Linked DNA regions of Mus musculus: region 1 is linked to region 2. A link is a contact called in public Hi-C data. All regions are on one chromosome and are shown on one strand. Each heading gives the region's core, a stretch centred on a gene start, on an enhancer-like site or on the middle of the called end of the contact. The rest is flanking DNA. Distances are from core to core; before and after follow the strand shown.

Region 1 (3,374 bases), core at 866-3,365, 130 kb before region 2:
CTGCCTCTGCCTCCTGAGTGCTGGGATTAAAGGCATGCGCCACCACGACCGGCTCCTAATCTGATTCTTACACTAACTTTATGAAGTGGGTATCATTTCCCTTCTGAAATGGAAAACTGAGCAAAAGCAGAGATGCTAACTGGCTCAATCTAGTACAACAGGGACTCAGGTATAAGAAAGTCTGGCTGTAGAGGCCATACCTCCAGCCTTTTACCAAGCTCTTCTATATGCCAGCTTTCTGTTATGTGGCCCTGACCTTCACGTAGCCAACACTTCTTTACCTTTTGTGACTACCTTTTCATGGTTGCCTCTGTGACTTCCGCTTTACCACCCCTAATAGAGCCCCTTCTCTACACAGTAAGAGAAGAACTAGAGAATTGACTAGTGGGGAGTGGGGGGGGGGAGAGGGAGAAAGGGAGAAAGGGAGAGGGAGAGAGGGAAAGGAAGAGGGGGAGGGGGAGGGGGGAGGGGGAGAGGGAGAGAAAGTGTACCAGAGGAGGAAGTCACAGAGCTTGGTGAGAACTTTAAGGTCCACTGATCACCTGCAGTGGCTGTCACTCAGTTCTGAGGCTGATAAAAATAGCCAGACCCCATACAATTCACTGTCACCAAATGTGGCTGGCAACCAAACCATAAAATTCCACACCCAGTTTCATGAGGTGAAATGTCCCCTAACTTGCTAATTAGAGTAGATCAGAGAGAAAGGCTGCTCTTGAACAGCGACCTCGTGGTAATTTCTCCTGTTGTCCAGGATAGCCTAAGGCAGGACTGATTTTGTTGAATGAATGAATGAATGAATGAATGAATTTTGAATGGCATCATGTCATTTTCTGGACTGTCATAACTAGGAACATTAGAGCCAAACCAAAAGGTTTTCCTGACCTTATCCAAACTGGAGGCCCTCCTTTGCTACAGAGGGTATCTACCTTTGCTGTACAATTAGACGTGTACCTGCTGCTGTGACAGTGTCTCTCTGTGTGTGACGCTTTGACCCAAGGAGACTACAGAATTGTCTGATCAGTCCCAGAAAGTGCTAGGAGTGAAGCACCTGTCATCTGCCTTGCCCCTTATGTGTGCAGAATGAGAAGACACGAAGGAAGGTCAATGTCCTGCCTGAGGTCACTGTGCTTGTCCGGCTCAGCCACCCTGAAGCCTGCTTCCTAACGTGTGCTGGCCCCGAGCCATCCCATGGTTCTTTTTGCTCTCTTTGGCACTTAATGCCATTTGCGGGCTCTGGTCATTTACGCATTTCCGTTTCCTGGTATCTGATTCTCTTTTAGTGCCCACGAAGAACATTTCCACTGTGGCAATTACTCCATCATCCTCTCCAAGCAGGAAGGTTTGAAAGGAGGGCTGCTATTTTTCCATGAGTGCAATTATTTATGTGCACAAATAACTGTGCACATAATTGGCTAATGGAAAGTGCAATCGGCCACATGTGGGCATAATTAGCCACTTGCCCCTCGTTCTGAGGGTGTAATTATCAAAGCGGGCAATTTTATATCTGCGGATAATTGTACATGCAAGAGAGAGTCGGCTAGGAAATTCAGTCCTTAATTACGTTTCATGTCCTTGTTACCGGAGAAGCAACACAAAGTAAAGGTAACATTCACGTTTGGGATGAGCCATCCGCTCTAGCAGTGCAGAAGATGTAGTGTTCCTACCTAAGCAGGGATGGGCCTGGATCTCATGGATGAAGCTACACAGTCCTTGCCAGAAAAGCCCCAGCATCCAATTACCCTGGCGGCCTCAGTGAAGGCCTCCTAGTGGTCAGCCATCTGCCTTGGCAGACAGGAAGCCTCCGTTTCGCTCTTTCCCTGTCTCGGGTATCATCTTTTGCCTTCTCTGTTTTAACATTTCCCCCTGCTTTGAGGTTTTATAATCTGAGAAACTCCTGTCAGCTTAGACCGGTAAGTGATTTGTTCGCTGCTGGGAGTGGGTCATTTAAAAAGCTTAACAATGTCTTTAGTCATCCGTCCAGGCACGCACAGAATAATGAAGTGAGAATGCGCGCGTGTCTCTGTGGTTCTTCTAAGACCTCAGATGGCAGAGCTTCCTCAGTCTCTGCTGTGCCCCCTGCATTCTGGTTTAAACAGCTCTGCCGAACCCTTCCCACTCTCCCACTCAATCACACAAAAATACACTCGCTAGCAGCAGAACCTAAAAATACATGTCACATGCAGGCACAACGGAGGGTTTAAAAAAAAAAACATGAATTGACTCTTTAGGAATATGCAGGCTGAATGCAATTTTAAAAAAAGAAACTAAACATCTCTGATTACACGCTGCTTCTCCATCAGACTGGTGTCTTCTGGACGGGGCGGTGTACCGATGTGGTTGGGGAGGGGTCTTCTAATGTTACAAAGACCCATGTGCAATGCTGTGGAACGGTAGATAAGTTGCTTAAACATTTGGTTGGGTTTCTTCATGTAAACAAATGCAAGCAGAGCCCTGAGCCCAATACTCAGGTTCCTTGTAAAGGCTCTGGTAATGAAATCTATATCACAAGTATTATGAGTGTCCTTCATCTCTAGTGTACCCTGTCTCTACCAGGCCCATGACACTATGCATATGTGTGTAGTGCACAGGCTTCATTTTATTTACCAAATGGACAGGAATGTGGGCTTACACATCTCTGAAGGGCACATAGCCTCATGCCTGTAAGAGGTGCCTCCAGAGCAAGTGATGCCTAATAGTCGACCGTCACACAGCACCACGTGGCAGCGTATTAGCATGTACTGAGCTCAAGGCCAAGGTCCTACTTGCTTTTATGGTTTCTGGACCTGAATGCAGTCTTCTATTCTTTACTATTCCCTCTGGGACCACCCTCACAAATGTAGTTGGGGATCTCAAATCTCTGTTTCTATTTCCTTAGCTTGAGGACCACTGACGCTCTGTCTTTCCTCAATGGAAAGTCTCACGATCAGAATTTTCATTGACTTTGCTGATTCATCTTTCTGACCTTGCCAAAGACCTGTGCCTATTTCGTGCCCACACTACTTTGCGCCACTTCATGTTGATAACTTGAAACTGGTTGTAGTTAAAATATTTATAGCATAGAAGCAAGCAAATGAAACATAGCAGGGCACCTCCTCCAGAAAAGTCAGTTGTTAGACATTTTCCTGAGGACTGTTATATATATACATGTTTATATTTATCTCAGACCTACCCCGCCCCCATCCCTTCACACAAGTGTTCTTCACCAGTTCTCCCTGGCTTCATTTACCTTCCTATTTATATCATAACGGCTTTTTTCAATAACACAGTGACTTGGTCTGTTTTGTGCTGCTATGCCAGATACCTGAGTTGAGTAACTCTTGAAGAATGGAGACTTATTTCACGGAGGATACAGCGTCTAGCTGAATACAGAGGGT
Region 2 (3,518 bases), core at 362-2,861:
CAACCACAAAGTATAGACGAGATCTTCTGTTGTTCATGTCAACTGTAATCTCCTCTGCTCACTCCTAGAACAGCAGACATCAGGCAGGAAGAAAGGCATGCATGAGAAGCCCTCTGCAGACTTCTGCCTCCCAGACTCCATTTGGGACATGTGTCTATCTGGTCAGCATCCTCCAGCACAAATTCCACAGTCGGGGGTTAACAAACCTCTTGTAATGTAGATAGCAGCATCAAAGAGGAAGTCCTCCTTATAACCCAAGGAAGACTGGCTAAGCCAGAGATGAAAACTTGGCTTACAGGAGGACAAGATAAGAAAGAAAAAGAACAACTGTCCCGTTAACAATGACACATGTATTTCTGACCCCACAAAGTGCAGCCCTCGAACAGAAGTTCTAAGGCTTTCACTGCAGAGCCTGTCTGCTTGGTTTTCTTCTCAGGAAGCCTAATGCTTCTGTTTCCTCGTCTTGGTGTCACCCTCTAGACTGTGGTGAAGACTGCCAACTTGCCTCTCCTGTCACCCAGGACACCCCAGTAAGCTGCTCCACGTTCCCTCCTGGATCTGTTTAGAATACTCTGTCTCTCTGTATGTCTGTGTGTGTGTGTGTGGGTGTGTGTGTGTGACATGAGTGAAAGTGAACATGCCCTAGGAGGCCACAAAAGGATGCCAGATTCCCTGGAGCTGGAAATACAGGCACTTGCAAGCCTTACACCTCACATGGCTGCTAAGAACCAAACTCAGGTCCTCTGGAAAAGCAGTAAGTACTCTTCACCTCTGAGACGCCTCTCTACTTCCCCACTGCCTTAGTCAGGGTTTCTATTCCTGCACAAACATCATGACCATGAAGCAAGTTGGGGAGGAATGGGTTTATTTAACTTACACTTCCACACTGCTGTTCATCACCAAAGGAAGTCAGGACTGGAACTCAAGCAGGAGCTGATGCAGAGGCCATGGAGGGATGTTCTTTACTGGCTTGCTTCCCCTGGCTTGCTCAGCCTGCTCTCTTATAAACCCAAGACTACCAGCCCAGAGATGGTCCCACCCACAAGGGGCCTTTCCCCCTTGATCACTAATTGAGAAAATGCCTTACAGCTGGATCTCATGGAGGCACTTCCCCAACTGAAGCTCCTTTCTCTGTGATAACTCCAGCCTGTGTCAAGTTGATACACAAAACCAGCCAGTACACCCACCACGTCCATACCCCACCCCATGTCCATTTCCAAAGTTCTTTATAAGACCAGGAACTGACAAAGGGGGCTGTGTCCTCCAGCAACACTACCACATGCCTACCTCAGTCCTCCAGTAACTTAGTGGTCCTTGTATGGTCTTTCTTTTGAGCTCTAGTCTGTCAGTATCGTCCGTGGTGTACAGCAGCACCTACAGTGTCTGTCTTCTACCTCTCAGCTGTTTCCTCGTCCTCGGGGAACAGGGGAGTTGTTTTGTCACACAGGAAAGCATCCTGTGCCCGCTAGGCGCCCCCGTCCCTGCGCTGTGAGCACGAGAAATGGCTGGGCATGGATTCCGCCCATGCTTCGCTTGGCAGCATCGGCTTGAGGCCGCTGCTTCCCCAGCTCCGGATGAGCTTGCCTGCTGCTGCTCTGAAAAAGCCCAGGAGCCTCGCTGTGGTCTTCAGGCAAGCTGCCAACCACAGAGTACCGCAGGCAGGGCTGATCTGGGTCAGTGAGTCCTAGCTTTTGACTCCATGCGCACAGGCCCTTTAAACAGGAAGACACAGCATCCGCCTCTCAGAAAACCGAAGGTCGCAGATGATCAAAACACACAGTGTCAACAAGAGCAGTTTAATGAGCGGGGCTTCATCGGCTTGGAAATGGATTGGCCACTTCGGTTTGTAAATAAACAAATAGAGCAGGCCATGTTTGGGTTTTTCTAAGGAGAGATGAAGGAGATGGGAGCGGGGGAGGGCGGGGGGAGCACTGAGCTTTACGATGTCCTAGAATGGGTATTTGGGGAAGAGGGCTGGGTAAACAACCATGAAATGTGGAGATTTCCCTTCTTCCCGCCAGGCTCTGCAGGCTGCAAGACACCCGTCAGAGTGAATGAGTGACTCCATAAACCCGGCCTCTGTGGCTAAACAGCTGGGGCAAAGCATTCTGAAACTCCTCAGAGCCCGGCAGGCTTCCCCTAAAATATTTACAGGAAGCAGCAACGTGGCAAGCCCGGGCTTGGAAAATTTGGATGAAGGCTAAGAAAGAAGCTACAAAGGGGCCAGCTGGATCACGTCTAGTAAATCTCACGGTGGCCCAGAATTTCCTTTTTTTTTTTTTTTTGAGACAGGGTTTCTCTGTGTAGTCCTGGCTGTCCTGGAACTCACTTTGTAGACCAGGCTGGCCTCGAACTCAGAAATCCGCCTGCCTCTGCCTCCCGAGTGCTGGCGTGTGCCACCATGCCCGGCTAGAATTTCCTTTCTTTATCTGCAACGAGCAACAAGGGGTAGACAGTGAGGAGGTGAGACACCTGGCCACTGGCAGAGTGGAAAACAGCTGGGATTGTGTTCCAAATGCTGCTCCAGTCTACAGCCCTCCCCCGGGGCAGAAGCTGGCCTTCAGAAAGCTCTCCAGGAAAACCTGCCCTAGCATCTCACGTGTCTAAAAGTGTCTCTAAATCAAAGGCATACAATGAGACTCAGCCGAAGGAAATTATTCTGATCCCTGGGGAGAGACCACTTTCAGGCCCGCAGAGGGAAGCAGGGGAGCTGAGAGGAGCTTTGGGGCTGTTTGCACCCTCCTCCGGACATCAATGGCATAGTGATGGTTTGAAGTTCCCCAACTGCCCTTTCACAGATAAGTGAGGTTCAGCGCCCAGAGGCTGGGGCAGCTTCAGAGGTTTGTGTTGTTTGTATTGAAATGTTTCCTTTGGTCTCTATTAGAACGGGAGGTCCATATAATTCCTGGCATGGTGTGAGGAGCAGGTGGGAATCCTGCTGAGGCCTCTTCCAGGCAGATGGAGTGACTGGGTCCTGGATGAGCTGTGGGTCTCAGAGCCTTTCATGGAAGCCCCTAAACGTTCTTGGGCTCTTCACACATTGGGGATACTCACAGCAATCAACTGAAATACAATCGCTGGTGTGCAAGACATACAGATCCTAGTTGTGCCTGGGAGAGTCTGATGTGAGTCTACTGTGGGATGTTCGATGTTTGAAGAAGCGTCAGAGTTTGGTGTAATACAGGCCTGGACCAATGAAGGCCTAGAAAAGGCCAACCCTTTGGCTTCTTACTAGACAGTGTTTTCCAAGTTCCATGCAACTAGGTAAGAGACGCCTCATGTTTTCTGGTGTTGTGTAGCAGGGTCCACACACCGCCCCCATATTGAAACATTTTATCCTTCAGGGAAGCTCCCTAACATAGCAAGTTAAACAATTCAACATAGTCTCAGGAAGTCCCTGAAACTGACACGATTCACCAGCCTCCTCTCCCCCAAGAGTAAACAGTCAAGACAGCTAAGAAACATTCTCAGACAAGCCAAGCAGCTCGGTACAGGTGTAAGTCACCAGGAAAGGACTC

What was found. A called contact is a pair of places that touch in the nucleus more often than the background predicts.
Region 1: a Hi-C map of nephron progenitors shows a contact between it and region 2, with 2.3 times the contacts expected there. The contact joins two enhancer-like sites. A contact is called at or near these places in 5 of 484 Hi-C or Micro-C datasets (Sertoli cells, nephron progenitors, pancreatic cancer cells and 1 more).

What each region holds. Positions count from the first base shown.
Region 1 is chr19:57,542,477-57,545,850 of GRCm38.p6, reverse strand. No RefSeq gene overlaps it. Among named protein-coding and RNA genes, the nearest start is that of Gm32932, 22 kb to the right of the region's middle. Within about 2 kb of position 2,115, at least 37 of the 459 cell types and tissues checked have an H3K27ac peak or open chromatin away from gene starts, as enhancers often do. A contact at or near this core is called in nephron progenitors, where this site is marked.
Region 2 is chr19:57,410,099-57,413,616 of GRCm38.p6, reverse strand. It overlaps Gm41874 (a long non-coding RNA gene), which reads right to left. Exons shown (of 3, transcript XR_877961.2): 3 at 2,345-2,429. Among named protein-coding and RNA genes, the nearest start is that of Gm41874, 7.4 kb to the right of the region's middle. Within about 2 kb of position 1,611, at least 158 of the 459 cell types and tissues checked have an H3K27ac peak or open chromatin away from gene starts, as enhancers often do. A contact at or near this core is called in nephron progenitors, where this site is marked.